Regions from separate parts of the Capsicum annuum genome. Here region 1 is linked to region 2. The links are chromatin contacts, called in public Hi-C maps. All regions are on one chromosome and are shown on one strand. The core of a region is the stretch at or near the end of the contact, and the rest is flanking DNA. Distances in the headings are between cores, read along the strand shown. Region 1 holds the start of LOC107852133. Region 2 holds the start of LOC107873509 (outer envelope pore protein 16, chloroplastic).

Evidence for each region. Hi-C and Micro-C count contacts between places; a contact is called where the count stands out from the background.
Region 1: a contact with region 2 is called in a Hi-C map of bud, with 4 times the contacts expected there. The contact joins the promoter of LOC107852133 here to the promoter of LOC107873509 in region 2. A contact is called at or near these places in 3 of 5 Hi-C or Micro-C datasets (bud, leaf and placenta).

Annotation. Positions count from the first base shown.
Region 1 is chr6:18,533,583-18,539,547 of UCD10Xv1.1, reverse strand. LOC107852133 reads left to right here and starts at 2,906. Exons shown (of 3, transcript XM_016697186.2): 1 at 2,906-3,372. The coding sequence starts at 3,109.
Region 2 is chr6:18,363,318-18,369,894 of UCD10Xv1.1, reverse strand. It overlaps LOC107873509 (outer envelope pore protein 16, chloroplastic), which reads left to right and starts at 4,647. Exons shown (of 6, transcript XM_016720379.2): 1 at 4,647-4,905; 2 at 5,000-5,051; 3 at 6,255-6,286. The coding sequence starts at 4,792.

The DNA.
Region 1 (5,965 bases), core at 1,657-4,156, 170 kb before region 2:
GACACGTGTATTATTATCTTAAATATTATTTTCATGAATTATAATACATAAATTAAGAAGAGAAAAAGTACAATAAAATTACATGTCCATAATAACGTACTATGAAAGTGACAGCCACCGCTTGGGCAGCTAGACTTACGTTTAGGGGAACATTTTCATAAAAGCATAGCGCATTGTTGTTTGTTTCTTTTTCTTTTTTACTTTATAAATAATATATTTTGAATTCTCTTCCATTATTTCACTTTTCAAGAAAATTTAAAAATGAAAAAAGGAGGTACTTAAAATAAGTTGTAAATTAAACTAAACCTACTCAAGCTGTTTAGTATAAAGAGCTCGACAATACATAATTGTTGATATAAAAAAAAGTATGTAAAATTTTAAAGGCAGCGCAAGAAGGAAGATGTTGAAATTGCATAAATTATCATTAAAATTGATAATTTTTAAATTTTTATCTTTCAACGATTGAATTTAAGTCTCATACAATGATGAACTATAAGTTTTTTAAAGATTAAAGCCATGAGTGACGTAACTTGGATATATGATACACAAATAAGTATTTATGTCCTGCAAAAAACTGTTTAGAAGAATAAATGAAATTTTTACTTATTTATGTGTTTTTAAATAAAAAATATTATTTTAAAAATATTTGTGCATAATTTAGAATAACATTATGAGATGTGAGATGTTAGAGAGAGTAAAAACGAGAGTTTGGAGCCTAAAGGATAATTTTTTTAATAAAAATTTTCAAAGGGACATATCAAAATTGAAAAATACCAAAATGAATAAGGTAAACACAGGTGATTATCTTGTCCATTAAAAGTTAACGCCGATTGATTACATACAAGGTAAATGGACCCGCTGACTTTATTCTTTGATTGAAAAAGTTGGTAAGAGTTGAAAATTTAATGACATCGATGTACTTTCTCCGATCTTTATTTATTTACTTTTCTATTTTGGATGTATAATAATACTTGTCCAATTTATGAAATTAACTAATAATTTATTTATTTTTACCTATTTTATCCTTAATATTAAACATAATACATCACTCATTGCATTTTTCAAAATCAAAAGTTTATTATATTCAAAGGGTGATATACTAAAACCACCCATCTATTTATTGTTTCATAAAGCATATGTAAGTCAAAAGTGAACAAGTTATGAAGGAAGGAAGTATTTAGTAAAGAATTTATTTCAATTATAGTGAAGGCAAGGATACTATTTTACCTTACAAGGTAATATTTGTTTCTTACAATGTTAATTTTTTATTTTTTTACAAATCTCCAATTTCATTCATCGTTCTTGTTTTTGTTCAGAGTGTATTTCATCAAAATTCTGTACTTTAAGGTATATTTTAGTCACATTTTTATATAATTATTTCATACCTTAAAGTGCATAATTTTTTTATGAAATACACGTTGAACAAGAACAAGAAAAACACTCAAGTAATATGAATGAAGAGAGTGAAACAGGTAAAAAAAATAAGTAATATGAATAAACAATGAATGAACTGGGCGGTTTACAATTTATAAGGTAAGGGACCAATATTACATTGTAACGTAAAATAGTCTCCTTACATTCATACAGTTGAATAAGATAAACGAGTCAATTTACTTTGTAAGGTAAAATCACGTTTTCAAAAAAAAAGAAAATGAATGAGATTGGGTCCAGAGGATCTAAACAATCTTGTTTTTTTGAACATAAATAAATAAAGAAGCCATTGCAATTGCCGGAAAGACTAGGCATATTAACAACACAAAAATAGATGAAAGGTTCAAATTTATCATAGAAGGGGTACCTCGATTTACTATATTGTATCTGTTATTATATAAATAAAGATATCTTGTTATAATTAAATAATTATAATAAAATTAAAAATTTGAATTCTAATTAGATAATATTTATTATTAATAGAATTGCACTTTAACATATAACCAAGCGACGTTAACTTTTAATGGACAAGGCAATCACCTATGTTTACCTTGTCCATTTTGGTATTTTCAATTTTGATATATTCTCCTTTAAAATTTTTGATAAAAAAAAAAATTTGCCCTTTAGATTCCAAACTCGTGAAAACGTGGTATATTGAAAGATGAAGAGATAAAGATAATGTAGAATGCTAATTGTAGAACTTATTTTTACCTATTTTAATTAGATAGTTTATTTTTTAAAAAATATTTTTTAATTTTTTTTGATGAATTAAACATAAAATAAATCAATAAAACAGTTCTAATAAATATTTTTCTCAAGCCAACAACATCAAGTATTGATGCGTTATTATTGAATGATTTCTTTATTAGTTTATGATTGTAAATCTATAACATTATCAATAATGAAATTACTATCAAAACATTTTCTGTATCGTTGAAGAATCATTGAGAAGTTGTTGGAGATTGAATGCATTTGATTTTCAGTCGAACGCATACGTCAATTTAAAAATTATATAAATTACTGATTTACCTTAAATTATTTATCATAATTTTTAAAGATAGTCACGCCAAGTTATTTATCACCTTACAAGCTTAAAGTATTTTTTTATTTTTAATAATAATAATTATTAAAAACTACAAATATTTTAATTTAAAAGTCATAATTAATATTTTTTTTTTAAAAAATACAAAAGATATGGATGGAGTTTGTTTTCTTTTTTTTACCAAATTCAATTGTGTCGAACTTTTTTTTTTTTTTTTTTTGATAATTACGAAATCTCCAATTGTAGTTAAAACTTTAAAATATCTAAAGATTTATTAAAAATAGGAGTATAATTTTTTGACTATTCAACATAAGATAAAAAAAGAAAAGAAAAAGAGTTTCAATTTCAGGTAATTATAATAGTAACCGCTCATTTCGGAACATCTAGAATATTTGAAACTTGTTGCCTACACAATTGGATATACATTTTTTTAATGTTACAGCTGTTTACTATTAATATTCGCTGTACCAAATTAATTATCTTTTCTTTTTTCTCCTTTTTAAGAACGAACTATCGAGATCATTCATAATAGAAAGCTTTAAGCTGAAAAGCTTTTCAATTCCCGCTCGCCTTTATTGACGCTTTCTCTTGTTTCAAAAAAATAAATAAATCCAAATTAGTTTTTTTGGCCGGAGATGAGAAGTCATGAACGGCGAGCTCCGGTGGTTGTTGACGGCGGCGGAAGCGGCGGAAATTGGTTTAACAGAGGCGACGGAGTTGGAGCCGGCAGCGGCAGCGGCAGCGGCAGCGGCGGTTGTTATAGTCATGATAGTGAACCGGATTTGGCTGCTATGGTTAGCGAGTTTCTGGAAAGTAGTAGTGCTAGTGCGGAGTCTTGGTGTAGTAGTGATAATGATTCCGGTTTCTCTGATTTCGCTCTTCTTGCTGATAGAATTACGGTGAGTATTCTGTATATGTTGCTTTTTATGTAAAATTTTGAGGTTTTAGCTATGAAATTGTTAATTTTACAAACGAATAATGAATGTTTAGCTAGCGTTTGACCATAGATTTTGAGAGTAGTTTTTGTAAATTTATCAACTGGAGCTTGCTGATAGGTTTGAGGTGAGTATTCTGTATGCGTTGGAGTTTGTCGACGTTTGATTTTGTGTAAAATATGAAGGTTTTAGCTATGAAATTGTTAAGCTTAAAAGCGAATGTTTAGCTACCATTTGATCATAGATTTTGAGAGTAGTTTTTTGAAAATTTATCAAATGGAGTGTTTGATCTAGCTCTTCTTGCGCTTTTTGTATATAATTTGGAGTTTTTTTTAGCCATGAAATTGTTTAGTTTATTGTTTGGCCATAGATTTTGAGAGTATTTTTTCAAAATTTATCAAATGGAGTATCTGTTTAGCCATGAATTTGATTTTGATCTTGTCCAAACACAAATTCATATTCGAAAAAGCACAACTTCCGAAATTCTAATTTTTAATTTCAAGTTTAAATTTCAAAATATATGGACAAACAGGAGCTTAATCTGAAGAAATTGATATTTGAATTGGAATAAATCTCATTTCTGTAAATAAATATGTGTATGTTAGTTGGTCAAGGTGAATATAAGTGAAGTTTGAATAGAAGAGATAACTGTTTTCTGCAGAAAGATAATTGTTTGAAATGGACTTATCCTTGTTTCTGCATATACAAATGTTCTGGCGTTGGTGCGGAGTCTAGGTATAGCAGTGATAATGATTCCGGTTTCTCCGTTTTCGCTCTTCTTATTGGTAGGATTTCAGTGAGTATTCTTTACATATTGGAGTTTATCTATGATTGAGTTTGCTGCTTTTAGTGTAGAATTTGGAGGTTTTGGCTGTGAAATTGTTAAATTCTAGCTTGAACAGTTCATAAAATAGTTAATCTGGAGCAATTATTGTTTGGATTGGAGTAGTCCTCATTTCTGTGCGTATGAGCGAAGCTTAAATACAACAGATAACGGTTTTCTGCAGAGTGATTACTGTTTGAAATGGAATTATCTCCTCTTCTTTGTGTAGAATTTGGAGGTTTTAGCTGTGAAATTGTTAAATTCTAGCTTGAACAATACAGACAAATAGTTAATTCGGATCAATTGATGTTTGAATTGGAGTAATCTCTCATTTCTGTGCGTATGACCCAAGCTTGAATAAAATAGATAGGATTACAGTAGGTATTGTATACTTGTTGGAGTTTATCGGCGTTCGATTTTGGTCCTTTTGTGGAATTTGGAGGTTTTAGCTATGAAATTGTTAAATTCTCTAGCGTGAACAGTACAGAGAAATAATTAGTCAGGAGCAACTAATGTTTGAATTGGAGTACTCCTCATTTCTGTGCATATGAGCGAAGCTTAAATAGAACAGATAATGGTTTTCTGCAGAGTGATTATTGTTTGAAATGGAATTATCCTTGTCTTTGTGTATACAAAATGTTAGTATAGAGGGTATTATGCTTTTTGAGTAGAATTTGGAGAAAGTTTGTAAGTTTTTTATTCTAGGTGTGTGCACAGTAAGCTTGAACAGTAAAAATGAATATTTAGCTAGCATTTGACCATAGATTTTGAGAGTAGTTTTTGAAAGTTTGTCTTCAAATGGAGTATTTGTTTAGCCATGATCAGATTTTGAGAATTTGATCTTCAATTTTTTTCCAAGTAAAATGCATGTTCAAACACAACTTCGAAAACTCAAATTTTCCTGTTTGAAGTTTCAATTTCAAAACCTATGGCAAAATGGTAGCTTAATCTGGTGTAATTGATGTTTGAATTGGAATAATTCTCATTTCTGTGAATTCTATGTTTATGCTTGTTTGAATGGAATAGGTAATGGTTTTCTGCAGAGCGATTATTGTTTGAAATGGAATTATCCTCGTCTCTGTGTATACAAATGTCGATGTTCGTTTTGGAGGTTGTATAGAGGGTGTTAGGTGTGGAATTGGTCTAGTGTTTTAGTTTAGATGTATAGATAGGGAGCTTGAATAGCACACATAAGGATTCTATGCAGGAACAATTAACGTTTGAAATGGAGTAGTCCTTGTTTATTTTTGTTCATGTTTATGCTCATTGAATTTTTAGTTTTGTATGCCATGGAACTGTTCAATTATTTTTGTATTAGGTGTATGCAAAGCTAAAATTGTATGATAGTGGAGGTGTACACAACTTGGGCTAGGCACTTCTGGGCATCAACAAGTAAAGATATAACAGTATAGCACAAGTGACAATTTTTCCCGAGGATTAGAATTTGAGATGGAATAATTTGAGTTTCTTCATTCATTTGCATATAATATAATTCACTTTTGAATGCATGAAAATTTTTGAAAATGATATTGATGTCTTTGATAGATAGGAAATAGGAGTCATGTAAGTTCTTTGAATGAAATTCTCATGCATTTCAATGCATAATTATAAATTTTGAATAACAGCTTTCAAGAGCTTGTGGTGAATTTGGAGTAAAAATTGAAGATAATGAGGAGAAAGCTAATGGATTGAGTAGGATTCCATTGAGTAGAGACAAGCCAAACCAGCTCAGGA
Region 2 (6,577 bases), core at 3,398-5,897:
TCATGGACATAACAGGCACTCGAAACTATGAGTGGTATGACTGAGAGAACCACTTGACCTAGCACAAAACTAAGAAAGCTAAACTTTGATTAAAAAAAATTATGGAAGCTAAAAGCATGAGCTAAATTTTATAAACAAATTAAAATAAAATAAGGTAAACTCTTATTAAATAAAATATTAAAATATTTAAAAATGAATACATTTGACTCGACTTGATATTGAAATGCTCATGATTATATGCTAAAAGATTCTCTCGGACCTTCATTAATCTTGAGTGTCTATTATGTTCGGAGCTTAGTCTTGGATCGTGACTCCCTCATTACTAATTCATGTATCACTATACATTCAGACCTCTCTATAATGTCACATCGTTATAACGATATTTCATTATAACGGCCTGATTTTCTCTGAAACTGATTTTTCATATTATATTTTACTTCTCTATTACTATATTCTACCTATAATAACAATGTTGTTTATTATAGTGATACATTCTTTGCAAAATTTACCTTTCTATAATAGAATACTCAAATGTTATGTAATAGTATTTTGTAAGAAATATATTATGTTAGAAATAAAGTACACATTAAATTTCAAGTATGAGTATCTATTATAAAGGAAAAAATTATATTTAAATGGTGCACATCAACTATCTCATAACTTTACGAGGAAAAGACTATTAAAGCTTGCCTTTTTTATATTCATGTTCTTTCTAATTTTACTTACTTTTGTTTATAACAACTAAATGAGATCTGAATATTAGATGCTAGTATACATATATACAACACCTCTTGTAGCAGCCATAAAATTTTCGGACAAACACTATCATATTTAGAGATTTGACTGTACTATCATCGAGTAACCATTAGGGATCGTTTGGTTGGGAACAAGTTATTCTGGAATTAGCTATCTGGAATAAGTTATCCCACCATTTTTGAGAAAATGGTCTATTATCCCTCAATCTTTATCTGAAATCGTAACTACACACTTAACCTTCACAGGGTCCTATCACCCCCCCCCCCTCGAACTATTTAAAAATAAAATTATCATCCCCTTACAAACGCACACCCAGATATGTATTGAGAAGCTATCAACACGCGTCTGCCACTAATATTCATGTAATATTATATTTTTATATAAAAAAATAATTTTTTTATACAAGAAACACAAGGGAAACACGAAACATACACCAAAATCAGTCCACTAGTTCAAGAAATCCGAGGACCTATTTGGTGACCACTCTCGGATTCATAATAATAACAACAAAGAGATGATAACAAAGTGTTTAAAACCTATTTTACAGCCAACCAACCTAGATTAACAACACATAAAATGAAGAACAGGAAGAATAACAACTTCGGCTACAAGAATGCCACAAAGCCGAGAGTAGGAAACAAGAACAACACAACAAGATTACAAGAAAGTAAAGGATAGATAGTGAGACAAAGATTATTACAAATTAAGAACCAAGTGTATTTCAACACTAACCCCTAATGAATGTAATAATCAAAACTACACTCTTACGGTGACCACCAAGGGAATCAACTCACCTCAAGATCCACCGTTTCCAAACAAATGTCAATATTAGCTTTTACAAGCCCTCTACTAAGATAGCTTTTTTCAAGCCCTGTCTAAGAACTACACTAAGGTGTTCTACTCTCAAGAGATAGGATTTGCAATGTTTCACACATTCATCATTCATAAACTAAAAAGAGAAGACATAAAATGTCCTACTTATAACATATTACAAAAGAAGGAAAAAAGATCACTTTGTCCTTAATGAGAGGGGTGGCCATGGTGTGTAAATACACCATGTGCAATGTCCAAAATACCCTTAATGAAAGGGCATCCAAGGTGTGTAATAACTTGAATGAATGGCGCCTCTTCAATGCTCTCAAAACCGAGTATGGTTCATACTTCAAGGCTTGTGTTTCTCGGGTTAACATCAATGTAAGCATCCAAGCAACCTTCCACACATGGGATTGCTTTAAGTCGTGCTCAAAACGACCCCTCCACGTATGATCCCACACCCTCTATATAACCAAATATTGATTCTTCACGTAGTGACTTTGAAGGATGTCATCGAAAGCTAAGGCGGTCATTTGACTGGTATCAATTTTTCCTTAATATATCTCTTCTTCTTTTTTTTTATTTTCTTTTCCATTACCTTTTCTCTTTTCTTTTTCTCTATAATTTTCTTACCTTTCATTTTTCCAATGATCGGAGAGACACCAAGATGGTGAATAAGATGGCGTCAAATAAACATCATTCGAATTTCAAGCATCGAATTTACAATTTGTATTTTGAGGAAGTACTGGATACTAATTGCTACAAAAAATTTTGGTGTACCGAATTCGGGGACTAGATGAGGTGGATTGAGAAAGGCGGCGTCGGTGGAGAATGTGTTGTTATGTATTTTTGAGGATTTATATAAAGGAGCGAAGAAGATGATGAAGATTTCTAGGATTGTTGGAATTTATTTAATCTCAATCTTTACCCCTCTAGTTAATTTTATTTTAGATTTGCTTATCCTTTTAGTTTCTTGATAATTAATTGCTACAAAAATTTTATCTTTGTATTGAATTTTGATTTTTAAAAATTAAATAAATAATTTGTGGGTTTTGTACTTGGGCGCATTAATGAATTAAATTGGAACATAAAAGAGATTCATTGAAGATGAGGAAGATAAGAGATTAATGTTGGATGTCATTAATGAGTTCTTGAAGCTTTTGTTTTGAGAAGAAGAAGGAGGAGGAGGAGGAGGAGGAGGAAAGAAAAAAAGAAAATGAATAATAAAAATTGATAATTAAAATTAAATATATTTATGTAAAGAAATATTAAAAATAAAATTTTAATATATTCCCTTTGTGCTCACTCTCTCAAAGAGAGTGAAATGCACTCACTTTGCTACCTCAGTGTTTAGGGAGCAAATAATTTTATTTTTAAATAGTTCAGGGGGGTGATAGGACCCTCGTGAAGGTTGAGTGTGTAATTGAAATTTCGGGTAAAGATTGAAGGGATAGTAGACCACTTTCTCCACTATTTATATATAGGATAACTTATTCAATCATTAAGATATAAGTGATGAGATAAATAATCTCAATACTAACTAACTCTCTAACCAAACATAGAACAAAATAATCATGCATTTTATCCCGAGACTTTACACCTTATATCTCATGGCTCACACCAAACGACTCCTTCGTTTATATAGTTAAAAAAATAAGGAAAAGAAGAAAAAAGGGTGAAAATCACCCTTAACTTTGCTTTAAAACTCCCCTCAACTTTGAACAATAATCAAACTCCCCCACCGCCCCCCTCCCCATCCTACTGAACATCCATTTTATTCTTATTATATCAAATATATTCATGTAATACCTCTTTATATTATATATAGTTTTTTTTAACCTAGGTATTTATAACTTTTTACTTAAGTTCATTAACAGTATAAGTAAAATAATACTATTATGAATTTATCACAAAATTTAATGTCACTTTTAAGATCGTTATTTTAAACAATTCTCAATTTATAAACCAATAAGGTTTGACCCATATATACTTCCCTTTAAATCTATTATAAAATAAGTGGGTGTTCGGCCATGAAAACTAAAATTTTTGAAGTTAGAGTTGGAGTCGAAGTTGAAATTGAAGTTGGAGTTGGATTTCTCATATTACTTGGTTATTCTTGATATGACACACCCCTTAAGAAAATTTCAATTAGAGGTGCATTTTTACTAAACTAACCTTATTAATAATGCTTCAAAATTTTAAATTTAAGTACTACTATTTTATGCAATTACTTAACACTAACAGTAGAATTAAAAAAAAATATATTAAAAATTCTCTTGATTTTATAATTTGGACATGTAAATTAAAATAACTATTTTTAGTAAGACAATCAAGAAATATGAAATGACAGGAGTATCTCTATTGTCAATATAAATAAACAAGTTTTGATTGTCATTATAGAGTATTACATAAATTATTGTTTAAAATAATTTAAAATCTAAATAAATATAATAATTAAAAAATGACCTTAATTTAATTGATTATTTTGTATTTTACTGCATCAAAATATATTTGTATAGTTATTATTACCTAATATTTTCACTCGAGTAAATAAATATTAGAGTTTTGTCATTATTAATAAAAAAAATTCCTCGTTATGCTAATTTACTTTATTATAGAACATCATTAGCTTATATACTTAATTAGTATCTCTCAGTTTTTTTTGTAAAACAATTGTTACATGAATTTAAAAGAATAAAAGTATCATAATTTTTAAAAAAGTAAAAAAAAAGTTGATAATAAAAGAATACAATAAGTATTTTAAAATCATAATTAGAATAAAATGGAAGTTGGTTTATTGCTCAAAGTTGAGGAGAATTTGATTTTTAAAGTAAAATTGGTGAAGAAAATATTTTCACCCCAAAAAAGTACCCCATCTGTCCATATTACTTGGTATATTTATTAAAAAAAATTATCTTAAAATAATTGACATATTTATAAAAAATAATTTAATATCTTTTTTCAATTTCATCCTCAATAATTTAATAAAATTAATTAATTTAAATAAATAAAAATAATATTTAATATAAATTTAATAGATCATGTTAAAAAAAAAAAAAAAAACAGCTTGTTGCCGGTATCATTGGTATTTGCATGCATTGGAAAAGGCCAAACAAGCAAAAAAGATAAAAAGAAAATATTGGATTGGATCCTTTACTCTGTAGAAGTGAGTGGACTACCTGCGAGTGTAGAAGGTAGAACAAGAAACAAAAAACAACAAAGATGCCGAGGAGTAGATTTGCAGGATCATTGATTTCTCCGAAGGTGGATGTTGTCATTGATATGGGAAACCCTTTTCTTAATCATACTGTTGATGCTTTCTTGAAGATCGGCACTGTAATTCTCTCTCTCTCTCTCTCTCTCTCTCTGATTATTATCTCAAATTCATTGATTATTACCTTAATTTTTACCATAATTTTACTTGCTTAAGGTTGCTGCTACCAAAACTGTTGCTGAAGAAACTTATGAAATTGTCAAAAGAGGTTTGATTTTAGAACTCTGTTTCCATTTCTTGAAATACCCAATTTCAAATTGTTGACTTTTATGTGCAAAGATAATTTCTGTAGCAAGTATATCATTCATCTTTAATAAGTATTATGAGATTGGAGTGACTATTGGGGTGTGTGTTTGGCCATGAAAAATTGTGAGTATTTGAAGAAAAGAAAGTTTTTGTTTTCAAAATGAAAAATGATATTTGAACATTAGAGTTGTGTTTGGCCATGAATAAAAATTGGAGTCGTCTTGGAATTGTTGCGGGTAATTGAAATGAAAAAAGTGAAAACAACTTGAGGTGCTGCCACCAAAACTGTTGCAAAAGAAACTTATGAAATTGTCAAAAGAGGTTGGTTTTTCTGTTGTGTTTTAGTTCTCTGCTTCCGTTTATTGAATATCCAATTTCAAACTATTGATTTTTATGTGCAAAGTTAATTCCAATTAGCAGGTTAGCTAGGATTTTAATGCATTAACCTTTGGTCAGTATTATATGTTTGGAATGACTAAGAGTTCTCAATTGCCCCTAATGACCTATGTTAATGAACTTAATGGGGGTTTATATATAGGTATAACTAATCCTGTATCCCATACTGTATTCCCTCATTATATTGGATATTTCAGCATGTGTCGACTAATGTAGATGAAATTCCCACAACCATACCGTACTAATGACAGTGGTACGGCAAGACAAATGAATGATCCATGGTATTGATGTCATTTCCTGAAAAGTATAGTGGCCGATTTTTTTTTGACAACTTTGGTGTCGCGGCCCGCTTTTATGCACCTCGGCTAATTTCATGAGATATCATCCATCTCACACCAAGAACATGTACGAGGTAGCTCTATCTGCTAAGGTTAGTAAGATTTCACTAAGTGTTTTTCATCTCTACTGAGATTAGAACCTGAGACCTCATGGTTCGCGACCTACTTCATTCATTGATCACTAGGAGATGTTATAGTGGCTGATTTATTGGTAAAGGTTTATTCTTTTATCGTTTTGTTTCAATGACCACATTAAGCATCATCACCATTAGTAGTTGAGGGGAAAATCCGATATCCTCTTTTTGTTCTTTGATTCCTTTCTCGTGTTATGGTAAAGTGTAAATTCCTATGTTTTAAAGTTGCAAGATTTTATGTATAGAAATAACTACAGTATTCAGCTCACTATTTTGCAATCGACATGGTCTTTGCAGGTAGTGTTTCGAATCACAACTTTGAGAAATCGGTGAGATCATTTATTATATTTGTGTAAAATTCAAGTTGATCGTTTTAGAGTTGTTTATTCAGTTCTATATAAGGGAGATGTTTTCTAATAATATTGGCTTAATGATTTCATCCTCCTCTCATAGATTTGTTAGGCACCTGCAAGGTGTGATTTGTGAAGAAGGTATTCCTTGCCATTATTGAAGCTGATAAATCTCAATTTGGACAAATATGGCTCTTAGTCCTCTTTGCATATTGTGTTCTATACCATGAGATTGCCAATTTAGAAAATGAAGTCTTAAATCTCTATCAT